3 separate regions of the Mus musculus genome follow, and all the other regions are linked to region 2. Evidence: chromatin contacts called from public promoter capture Hi-C data. All regions are on one chromosome and are shown on one strand. The core of a region is the stretch at or near the end of the contact, and the rest is flanking DNA. Distances in the headings are between cores, read along the strand shown.

The links. Capture Hi-C pulls out chosen DNA fragments and counts their contacts.
Region 1: a promoter capture Hi-C map of liver shows a contact between it and region 2. The contact joins two enhancer-like sites. A contact is called at or near these places in 6 of 115 datasets of contacts at active chromatin or transcription factors (bone marrow-derived macrophages, effector CD8 T cells, embryonic stem cells and 2 more) and 4 of 9 other capture datasets (adipose tissue, embryonic stem cells, liver and 1 more).
Region 3: a promoter capture Hi-C map of liver shows a contact between it and region 2. The contact joins two enhancer-like sites. A contact is called at or near these places in 1 of 39 promoter capture datasets (embryonic stem cells), 2 of 484 Hi-C or Micro-C datasets (embryonic stem cells and forebrain), 8 of 115 datasets of contacts at active chromatin or transcription factors (bone marrow-derived macrophages, craniofacial prominence, embryonic forebrain and 2 more) and 3 of 9 other capture datasets (adipose tissue, liver and pancreatic islet).

Annotation. Positions count from the first base shown.
Region 1 is chr4:132,193,348-132,196,944 of GRCm38.p6, reverse strand. The region is part of intron 4 of Ythdf2 (YTH N6-methyladenosine RNA binding protein 2); the gene reads left to right. Among named protein-coding and RNA genes, the nearest start is that of Ythdf2, 17 kb to the left of the region's middle. Within about 2 kb of position 1,759, at least 23 of the 459 cell types and tissues checked have an H3K27ac peak or open chromatin away from gene starts, as enhancers often do. A contact at or near this core is called in liver, where this site is marked.
Region 2 is chr4:132,040,448-132,044,257 of GRCm38.p6, reverse strand. The region is part of intron 1 of Epb41 (erythrocyte membrane protein band 4.1); the gene reads left to right. Among named protein-coding and RNA genes, the nearest start is that of Gm36157, 7.2 kb to the left of the region's middle. Within about 2 kb of position 2,092, at least 31 of the 459 cell types and tissues checked have an H3K27ac peak or open chromatin away from gene starts, as enhancers often do. A contact at or near this core is called in liver, where this site is marked.
Region 3 is chr4:131,896,138-131,899,464 of GRCm38.p6, reverse strand. Srsf4 (serine and arginine-rich splicing factor 4) reads right to left here. Exons shown (of 6, transcript NM_020587.2): 4 at 1,594-1,808. Among named protein-coding and RNA genes, the nearest start is that of Gm12992, 22 kb to the left of the region's middle. Within about 2 kb of position 1,949, at least 26 of the 459 cell types and tissues checked have an H3K27ac peak or open chromatin away from gene starts, as enhancers often do. A contact at or near this core is called in liver, where this site is marked.

The DNA.
Region 1 (3,597 bases), core at 510-3,009, 150 kb before region 2:
TTGCTAAGCCAGGCGTGGTGGCACATGCCTTTAATCCCAGCACTTGGGAGGCAGAGGCAGGCGGATTTCTGAGTTCGAGGTCAGCCTGGTCTACAGAGTGAGTTCCAGGACAGCCACAACTACACAGAGAAACCCTGTCTCGAAAACAAACAAACAACCAAAAAAAAAGAAAGAAAAAAAAAAGAAAATGCTTGCTAGATAGACAAATTCAGTCCTATCACTTTTTCATGTAAGATTTGACTTCCTGTGAATTTATTTATAGATTTGTTTTGGAGACAGGGTCTCACTTTTTTTAAAAGTTTTATTTATTTTATGTATATGAGTACACATTAGCTGTACAGATGGTTGTGAGCTTTCATGTGGCTGTTGGGAATTGAATTTTAGGACCTCTGCTCGCTCCAATCAGCCCTGTTCACTCAGTCCCTGCTCACTCTGGCTCAAAGACTTATTTATTGTTATACAAAGTACACTGTAGCTGACTTCAGATGCACCAGAAGAGGGTGTCAGATCTCATTACAGATGGTTGTGAGCCATCATGTGGTTGCTGGGATTTGAACTCAGGACCTTTGGAAAAGCAGTCAGTGCTCTTAACCACTGAGTGAGCTTGCCAGCCTGGGTCTCACTGTTTAGATAGAACTCTCTGTATAGATCAGGCTGCCTTCAAACTCACAGGGATCATCTGCCTCTGCCTCTGCCTCCTGAGTGCTGGGTTAAAGGTGTGAGCCACTGCACCCTACATGAACTTTAAAGAAAATATTTATGAAACTGGAAAGATGGCTCAAAAGATTTAAGAGCAGCCAGGTTCAATTTCTATTGACCACGTGATAACTCACAGTCATCTTAACTCCCATTTCCACAGGATGTGACACAAAAGTAAAATAATTTTTTAAAAACTTAGTTGTAAGTATATCTGATCCTGATTGTGTCTGTACTTCTTACATGCAGGAACCTGAAGAGGTCAGAAAAGGGGCCAGATCTCCTGGAATTTGAAAGTTTTAAGGGTTGTGATAATAGGCAGAAAGAGTAAAAAAGAATGCAAGCTGTTGGCTGAGATGTCATTCTAGCTGCATATGTATCAAAAGATGGCCTAGTCGGCCATCACTGGAAAGAGAGGCCCATTGGACACACAAACTTTATATGCCCCAGTACAGGGGAACGCCAGGGCCAAAAAAATGGGAATGGGTGGGTAGGGAAGTGGGGGGAGGGTATGGGGGACTTTTGGGATAGCATTGGAAATGTAATTGAGGAAAATACGTAATAAAAAATATTAAAATTAAAAAAAAAAAAGGACTGAGTGGAAGGCTGTAGTCTACTCCTAGTTTACACCCAAACAATAAGGTCAGGTCATCTCATTGGCAGAGCGCTAGTTAGAACATAGACAAGTTCTTGGGTAATTTATATCAAAAATTATTTAAGGTCCATCCAGCAAAGGGACAAGGAAGTGGCAATGGGTAGATGCGGAGAGAATATCACAGTATAAATCCTTCCCATCCCCTACAGATACTACTGATTTAAGGGTTTTTTTTTTCTTTTTTCTTTTTTTTTTCTTTCTTTTGTTTTTTAAGTTTGAGAAAAAGCATTGACATGCAGGTCAGAGAACAAGCTTGTGAGCTAGACTCTTCCTCTACTTTTATGTAGGGCTTTGGAGATTGAATTTGGTTGTCAGGCTTTGTTTTGTTTTTCTCTTTGTAGACCAGGCTGGACTTGGACTAAAGTCCACTTGTCTCTGCCTCCCAAGTGCTAAGGTCAAAGGTGTGCACTACCTCACCCAGCAGATCTCAGTTTTCTGAAGCAAGGACCTTCACTTGCTGAGCTCGTCTTACAGGTCCTCTTGTGTGTGTGTTTAATCTTTATGTGTCTGTGCACCAAGTATGTGCAGAGCCTGTGGAACACAGAATAGGGTGTTTGTTCGTCTGTCCCCTATGGTTGTGAGCTGCTATGTGTCGAACCAAGGTCCTCTGGAAGAGTAGCCATAGCCAGTGTTTTTATCTGCTGAGGAATATTCATATATTCATTCTCATTCATTCCCTCCCTCTCTCCCTCCCTTGGTTTGGATTATGTAGTTCTGGCTGTCCTGGAACTCACTGATCAGATCTGCCTCTGCCTCCCTAGCCCTGGGAAAAAATGTGTGCCTTTCACCATACCTGGTTCTTGTTATCTTTGAGATGGGGTTTTATTGTAGCCTATGCTGGAATTACAACCCAGGATAACGTTTGTGTTGTTTGAAAAGGTTTAATGATATTTTTATAGCTAGATTCTACCCAGTTACTTAAGTTTTACTAGAGAAGTATTCTAGGCATTTCTTAACAGATTTATAAGTGAAGAGCTCTGTGCAGTGATATATATATCTGTAGTTCCTGTTTCTTCAACGGCTGAGATGCAGATAGAAGGCTTGAGCTCAGGAGTTTGAGGCAAGCATGGAGAGTTAGTTATCTGTCCCTCCTCCATTTGAGACCAGCCTAGACAGAACAAGTGAGGCTGTGTGTGGATGGTGCTATTGCTTCTGGCTCTGAAATAGCTTTTAACTTTTAAAAAGTGTGTCGCCGCGCAGTGGTGGCGCATGCCTTTGATCCCAGCACTTGGGAGGCAGAGGCAGGCCGATTTCTGAGTTTGAGGCCAGCCTGGTCCACAGAGTGAGTTCCAGGACAGCCAGGGCTACACAGAGAAACCCTGTCTCAAAAAAAAAAAAAAAAAAAAAAAAAAACCAAACCAAACCAAAAAAAGGGTGTCTGTGTGAGAGGTTATATGCCACATGTGTATGACTGCCTGATGAAGCCAAAAGGAAGTGTCAGATCAGGAGGTGGAGTTATAAACAGTTGTAAGCCACCCTGTTAGCTATTAGGAGCCATGTTTCCAGTGCTTGTCCCTCTCTCCCATTTGTAAGGGTTTTTGTTGTTGTTGTTTTTAAAGATTTATTTATTGTATGTCTGTGAGTACACTGTAGTTGTTTTCAGACACACCAGAAGAGGATCTCATTACAGATGGTTGTGAGCCACCATGTGGTTGCTGGGAATTAAACTCAGGACCTCTGGAAGAGTAGTTAAGTGCTCTTAACAGCTGAGCCATCTACTCTCCAGCCCCCATTTGTAAGTTTTAAACTTGAAAATTGAGTGCCCCTTAGATATCCTGTGACTTAGATATTTGACTTTAAAAGTTGTAGAAGTGTTCATTTGCTTGAGAAAGGGTTTACTGTAGCTCTGCCTAGCCTTTAGTTCACTTTATAGTTTGAGGATGACCTTGAACATACATGCTCCTGCCTCCACTTCCCACTACTGGGATAGGCGTGTGCCACTGTGCTCTGCCTGGTAACATTGTTGCAGTTCACATGGAGCTCTTTGTTAGTAGAGGGGTCAAGTAATGATTCTGAGAATAGTCAGGTTTGGCAAACAGTTTCATTCAGTTTAGAAATAGTACTTTAAATTTTTACTTTTAGTTCCACTTAAAAAGTTCTACTCTGCCGGGCAGTAGTTGCACACGCCTTTAATCCCAGCACTTGGGAGGCAGAGGCAGGCAGACTTCTGAGTTCAAGGCCAGCCTGGTATACAGAGTGAGTTCCAGGACAGCCAGGGCTATACAGAGAAACCCTGTCAAAAAAGT
Region 2 (3,810 bases), core at 843-3,342:
ATTTAAGCCCTCAAATTTTACCTGGCAACCATTTCAGCATGTAACAGGGACACATGAACGCAGCTTTACAGCAAAGTCTTTTTCCTTCCTTTCTGTCACCCACTTGCTGTTTCTTGCCCATTATCTCTTAAAAAAAAAATGGTTCAGAGAAGTGACCCTGTTGGTAGCTTCCTACCTGCAGAGTCCTGCCAATCCTAGTAGTATTACGTAATCACAAAAACCTTTTTTTGCATGGTGTCATATGATATTGTGTATATGTTCTCCCACTCACATGTCTTTAGAGTAGTTTCTTTCCATCTGGTATTGGAATGAGCTCTTTGTTAGGTTATTTTTAAACCTTCCAGCTTTCTTGGCATTCTCAAAACTCAAAATAACACAATTGCTCTGGGAGGCGAGAACATCCACATAGTCTATTAGTAGCTTTTTCAGTGGAAATGGAAGCAGTATTTTGTTTTTAAAATCATACCCTATGTTCCTTACGGGCAAAACATGCATTTTATGTTTCCATAGTCTCCAATAAATTTTGTAAGGTAGAGAAAAGTCAGTTGTTACCAAGTAGATAAAATGAAAGGAGACATACTTTGGGCAAGGAGATGATTCCAGAGATATTTTTTTCTTTGAAGGTTTATTGGTTTATTGTAGCATTGCATGCTCTTTGCCAGGTATAGCATATGATCCTGGTACTCACAGTAAGGCTGTCAGCTTCTAGAAAGCACAGGTTAGTAGTACTATTGCCCTGACTGCCCTTTAGATACGGTTTAGTGTATTAACTAGACCTATGACAGGATGCATAAGGTGATGTGAATGTTACGATAATTAAGATTTAAGTCTGTGCTATAATTTTGTTTCTAGATTCTTATATCCTTCCTTCCTTCCTTCCTTCCTTCCTTCCTTCCTTCCTTCCTTCCTTCCTCTATCCTGTATATCTTCTTAGAAAGTTGGAGAAGTTCTAGCACTTTATACTCCCAAAATGTGTATGTGTGGGTGCATGTATAGGGGTCCAAGACAACACTGTGGAGTCAGTTCTCTCCTTTTTCCACCTTTATGTAGTTTCCAGGAATTGAACTCATGTTGCCAGACTTGCATGCAACTTGCTGAGCCATCTCAGCAGTGGTAGTTAGACTTTTAAATGTAAATATCTCGGTCACATTTCCTTTAATCTGGAACAGGATTTACCTGTGTACTTTGATAAGTCTTGGTGCCAGCTGGTTGTAGAATGTTCTATTCTGAATGTACTTGATTGTTCCCTTGAGGCTTTGTTTAATTTGTTCTTCTCTTTGTTTTATTTCCTATAAACTGGAAATTTATCTCTGTAGGTTTGATTAGACATAGGTTAAATATTTTGGCAAGACTTTAGCGTGACATTGTGTTCCTCGTTTTGCATCACATTGGAAAGTTCATAATGTCAGGCTGTCCCACAATTAATGCTGCTAATTTTGGTCACCTAGTTAAAGTAGTAACCCACAGATTTCTGTGTAGTGGTTAATGTTTTTAGTATTTGTGGAGGAACGTTGGCATTGTGAATATCCTGTTTCCAATTACCTTTTCCCATTGGCTTTAGCCATCCATGGATCCTTGGGGGTTACATATGTTGTTAGCTCTTGAAAATGAATCTAAAGATTTAAATTAGGAAAGAAGAGAAAGATAATGAGCTCCCGTTGTTGGTCTAATGCTCAGGTTTTTCCCATTTGTGCTAAATCTGACTTCTTATATTCCCCCAACCCCGATTTGTTCCTAAAATTAGGCTTACAGGATTATATTTTATTTGGAGTGGAACATAACCACTGGGATTCCTAACATGTGGGCCTCCATGGTCTCAAGATGTGGCAAAAGACTGAGACTCCTGGAAGGATTTTGACTGGGCTCTTGGAAGGATTTTGAGGGCAGGAAGGGTATTACTCATTAATTTACTGCATATTGTCTAGGATGAGCAGGGTCCTGTGAGTATATGTGATTGTAAAAGAATGTAGAGGGCGTGAGCCTGCCCGAAAGGAGTCCAGAGATCTGGTATTAGTAGTAGGACTAGAAGTGTAAGAGTGACTTTGTTGTGTGTGGAAAAGCACATACTTATAGAAAAAGCAGAGTCAGCCTGTGGTAACTAGCCTAGGTCTTGGCTGTCCTACTCTCTCAGCCTATCACCAGCAGTGTTTACTGGAGCCTGCTCAGTGTGCCAGGTAAACAGTGTCAGTGCTCACTGCTAGCTTACCTGGTTCAGGCTTTGTGCTTTATACTTTGTAGATATAGTGTAGACGTTCGAGTACAGCTTTGGGGTGCAATGCTTTGTTTTAAATTCCACTTATGCCACTCTAAGTCGTGGCCATGGGCAGGTTAACTCACATCTGTGATAATTAATTCATTCTATAATGGTAGGGATGTTCTATACCTTTAATGTTATGGTGATTAGATGAGTTAAATATAGGAAGTCAAATGTGAATTTTTTTTTTTTCTCTTGAGGTGCTGGTGCATGCTAGGCTAGCTTCCTACTGTGAGCCACATCCTTAGGTGTCTGTGAAATACTTAGACACCAGATGCCTGGCTGTCATGATGATTTTCATAGTTAAGCCTCACCCCAGGTTACTGGAGTGTTATTAATCTCAATTCACAGTTTAGGTAACAAGTTAAAAGCTAAGTAGCTTGTCCAGAATCACACAATTGAAAATTGGCATTCAGAGTGATGAGACCTTACTGAGACCCTTTTGCTTGTCGGGGGTAAGAGCTTTGGATGTAAACCTTCTGTCAAAGCTGATGAGTTCTCTATAACTGTTGTCTTGTGAAAGTCCTTTTCTAAAGCTGTATTTGTGTGTGTGTAAAATGAGGATAATCATATTTTAGGAAATATATGCATAGTATGTGCCTATCATACAGATTTTATCAAAGGGAAAAGAGAAGAAGTGACATTTGTTTAATGTGGCTGGCTCTCCTTCCCCCTCCCTCTCTTCCTTCTTTCCTGGCAGTCTCATGTACCCCCAGGCTAGCCTTGAAACTTGCTATGTAGTTGAGGGTGACTTTGAACTTGTGACTCTGTTGCCTGCATCTCTGAAATGTTGGGATTGCAGATGTTTGCAGTCACTCTAGGTGCTCTTAAATACACACACACACACACACACACACATACATATATATATATATATATATATTGTTTTTTGTTTTTTTTTTTAGACAGTTTCTCTGTGTAACATAGCCTGGCTGTGCTGGACTAGGTTTTGTTTGTGTAGCCCTGGCTGTCTTAGAACTCACTCTGTAGACCAGGCTAGCCTCCAACTCACAGAGATCCACCTGCCTCTGTTTCCCCTGTGCTGGAATTAAAGGCATGCACCACCATCACCCAGCTCCTGCTAAGTATCTCTGATTAATTTTTACTATTGTAGTCGTGTGTATGTGTGTGTGTGTGTGTGTGTGTGTGTACACAGATGTGTATGATGTTTGCTTGTGTGGAGGCCAGAGGCAAACTGTGGCATAGTTCTCTTCTTTATATGGTTCTAGGGATTGAAGTCAGGTTGCTAGGCTTGTGTAGCTCACCTACCCTCCGAGCCTTTGTATTTTTATACCTTACTTGTACCCTTGTCTACTGAAATTGGATGTCTTTGGGTCTGTATAATGGTTGTATGCAAATATGTAATGCAGTTTTGTCCAGTGTCGATCTTTGGGTTTGATTCAGACTCACACTGTAAATTTTTTAAGTTTTTATTTGCATGTTAGCCTGTGTGTGAGTGTTCTGAAGACCCATTTCACAGCAAGTCTGGGTTTATAGCGTCATTTCCGGCTTGGTAGGACACAGTCTTGTGGTTGGTGTCCCCATTGTTGCTTTTA
Region 3 (3,327 bases), core at 700-3,199, 140 kb after region 2:
AAAACGAAGCCCCGCTCTACATAATAGTTTGGCAGTGGTGCACTTGTGCTCACAGACAGGAGGTGGACTGTTTCAGGTTAGAGACGAAACAGCCTTCTGCTACACGACTGAGCTGGATCCCGGCCAGGAAACACTACAGCATAAAAATACCCATGGAGCAACTGCGTAAATATAAACATGGCTTGGATATTTGGTGAAGACAGTTATGTATTGTGTTCTTGGGGACTTTTAGATTAGTGCTATAACTTACAATGTATGAAATACACACAAAGGAAGGAAAGAAAAGAGAGAGAATACTGCAAACATATTTGCACACTGGTCTTTCAACCTTTAGGTCTAACAGTGCGCACAGGAGAGGTGTGGGGAAGCAGTCAAGTCCACTGGCATGAAAAGCAAACGAGTGAGACTCAGGGCTCTGACCGCAGCTGTTGGAACCACGAGTACTGAGATCATGGTCCCCAGAGACACGGAGAGATCGCGTTGTTTCTGGATATTGCTCAGCTCAGTTAACTCACACATATGTGACAGGAGTTAGGTACAGAGCACTACTAATGCCACAGCCTTGCTGAAATGCCCTAATACCTCAAGCCCTAGCCTGGAGGTCATAGGAAATACCAGGCAGCACATCATGCGCTCTGGTAACCCAGCTGTGGGAAAACGTATGCTGCATGTAAGTCATACCTTCTCTACTCTGGGAAACTCCCCCACTGCAGGCCTTTATCAAACGCCTCTCTGCTGGAAAGACAGCCTTGTCTACCCATCTCCTCCAGCTTTATGAGCTCTGTCTCCATCAAGATCCTTACTGAGCCCGGATCAGCTGTGCTGGGTCACAATGGCCACCACACTCACTCACTGCCTGTTTTCTTCAGTGAGGGCGGGGATCAGATCTGTCTTGTTCACAAATGCCTGCCAAATCTGGTGCTCTCTACTCTGTTTTTGGCCATTCTTTTTTTCCTGTGGTTTTTGTTATTTTGTTTTTGTTTTTCTTTTTTTAAAGACAGGGTTTCTCTGTGCAGCACTGGTTATCACCTGCCTCTACCTCCCAAATACACCAAGAGGGATTAAAGGCATGCACCACCACTGCCAGCTTCTACTCCAGTTGCTTATAAGAATAGGTGCCCTAGGGGGCTGGTGAGATGGCTCAGCAGGTAAGAGCACCCGACTGCTCTTCCGAAGGTCCAGAGTTCAAATCCCAGCAACCACATGGTGGCTCACAACCATCCGTAACAAGACCTGACTCCCTCTTCTGGTGTGCCTGAAGATAGCTACAGTGTACTTATATATAATAATAAATAAATCTTTAAAAAAAAAAGAATAGGTGCCCTGGCCTTATGTGCTTCTAGCTTAGTTTATGACTCAGCTCCCCAGAGAAAGGTGAGCGGTCACTGAGTCCTGTCTCAGCAAAGGACTTTGCTTCTGTTTGTGTATGTGACTTAAGAGGTTCATGAGTTTCACAAGCTGTTCAGTTCAAAGTTCTGAGCCACTGAAGCACATGAACTCATGCTATAAAAGCCAACAAGAGAACACCAGTGGGCCGTCCATGCTGAGCAGTGCGGTACTGTGAGTGCCCAACTCATGCTATGTCAACAGTACCTTGAGTGACTCCGGCTTCTGGAGTAAGACCGGCGCCGCCTAGAACCTGGCTTGTCTTCAACTAATCTGATTTTTCTGCCGTTGACTTCAGTTCCGTCCAGCTTTTCCAAAGCTCTTTTCATATCAGAGTAAGACACAAATTCAATCACTCCTTCGTTTTTGCGTCCCTTGTGAGCATCTGCATACGTCACTTCTCCTGCCTGACGCATGTAATCCTAAAGAAAAAAACACAGGTTAAAATGCAGCAGGCAAGCGAAGCTGTGACACAAGTGGCAAACCCACCATGTCCTTTCCCCCATGGCTGCAGGCTGTGTGCTCATCTAGTTAGTGTGGCTGAGTCAAAGTGCAGAGCGGAGCAGACGTGGGAAGTGCAGCTAAGGTGAGGGATGGATCTGGATAAAGATGGCGACCTAACGCCGCAGTGGTAGTAACACACACTGAATAGACATTTGTGGTCTAGGTTCATTTTGTGGAGTTCTGTTCTGCATTTGTAAACACTGGGCATGTCATTTTGTGTCATGCCTCTTATTTGTTACATCACAAGCATGTCTGACGGTGTGTCTCAACATACACAATCTTCTAGTCACCATCCCCGCCCACTTCTGAGGGTTTCCCAATTGTCAAGAGTGCAGGCTATACTTAGATTGTGTACTGGCTAGTTGTGTGTCAACTTGACACAGCTGGAGTTATCACAGAGAAAGGAGCTTCAGTTGAGGAAATGCCTCCATGAGATCCAGCTGTAAGGCATTTTCTCAATTAGTGATCAAGGGGGAAAGGCCCCTTGTGGGTGGGACCATCTCTGGGCTGGTAGTCTCAGTTCTATAAGAGAGCAGGCTGAGCAAGCCAGGGGAGGCAAGCCAGTAAAGAACATCCCTCCATGGTCTCTGCATCAGCTCCTGCCCCCTGACCTGTTTGAGTTCCAGTCCTGACTTCCTTTGGTGATGAACAGCAGCATGGAAGTTTAAGCCGAATAAACCCCTTCCTCCCCAACTTGCTTCTTGGTCATGATGTTTGTGCAGGAATAGAAACCCTGACTAAGACAAATTGGTACCAGCAGAGTGGGGTATTCCTGTGACAACCTGACCATGTTTTGGGGAGGTCTGTGGAAGGACTTTGGAGCTTTGGGCTTGAAGATCTATTCGTTGTTAAGAGCTCTGTCAGATGTTGTGTAGGAGCTTGGAAGATAATGTTGAGAACAGTGCAGAAGATGGAGCTCTGGTGTGTGAAATTTCAGAGGGAAAATTAAAGACTCTTTTCAGGGCCATTGCTGTTTTGATTGTGAAGATTCTGTAGTTCTGGTTAGCTGGGGCTGAAGAATCAGCTGTGATTAACAAGATACCAGAACTACCAAAGCAAAAACTTTGCATTACTGGGACTATTGATACTGGTTAGCTGGAGCTAAGAAATTGGCGGTGATTAAGAAGAGACCAGCATCATTGAGGTGACATCTTCTGGGAAGTGTTTTCTGAAAGCACAAAGAGGCTGTGTTCCAGGGATGGCCAAGGTTGTACTCCTGCTGCAGCGGGACTTGGTAATATGTAAGGGTCACCCAGGTGGTACTGGTTTTGAAGGCATGAAGGGGTCACGCAAAGCAGCTGAGGCTCGGTACTGTGAGAGGCCATGGAAGGCCATTGGTGAAGGTGCAGCCTCAGTTGCAATTGAAGGCCCAGGACTGAAGGGGTCATGCAGTGTTTTGGAGATGCCAGTACCATGAGATGACCACCAAGAGCAGCA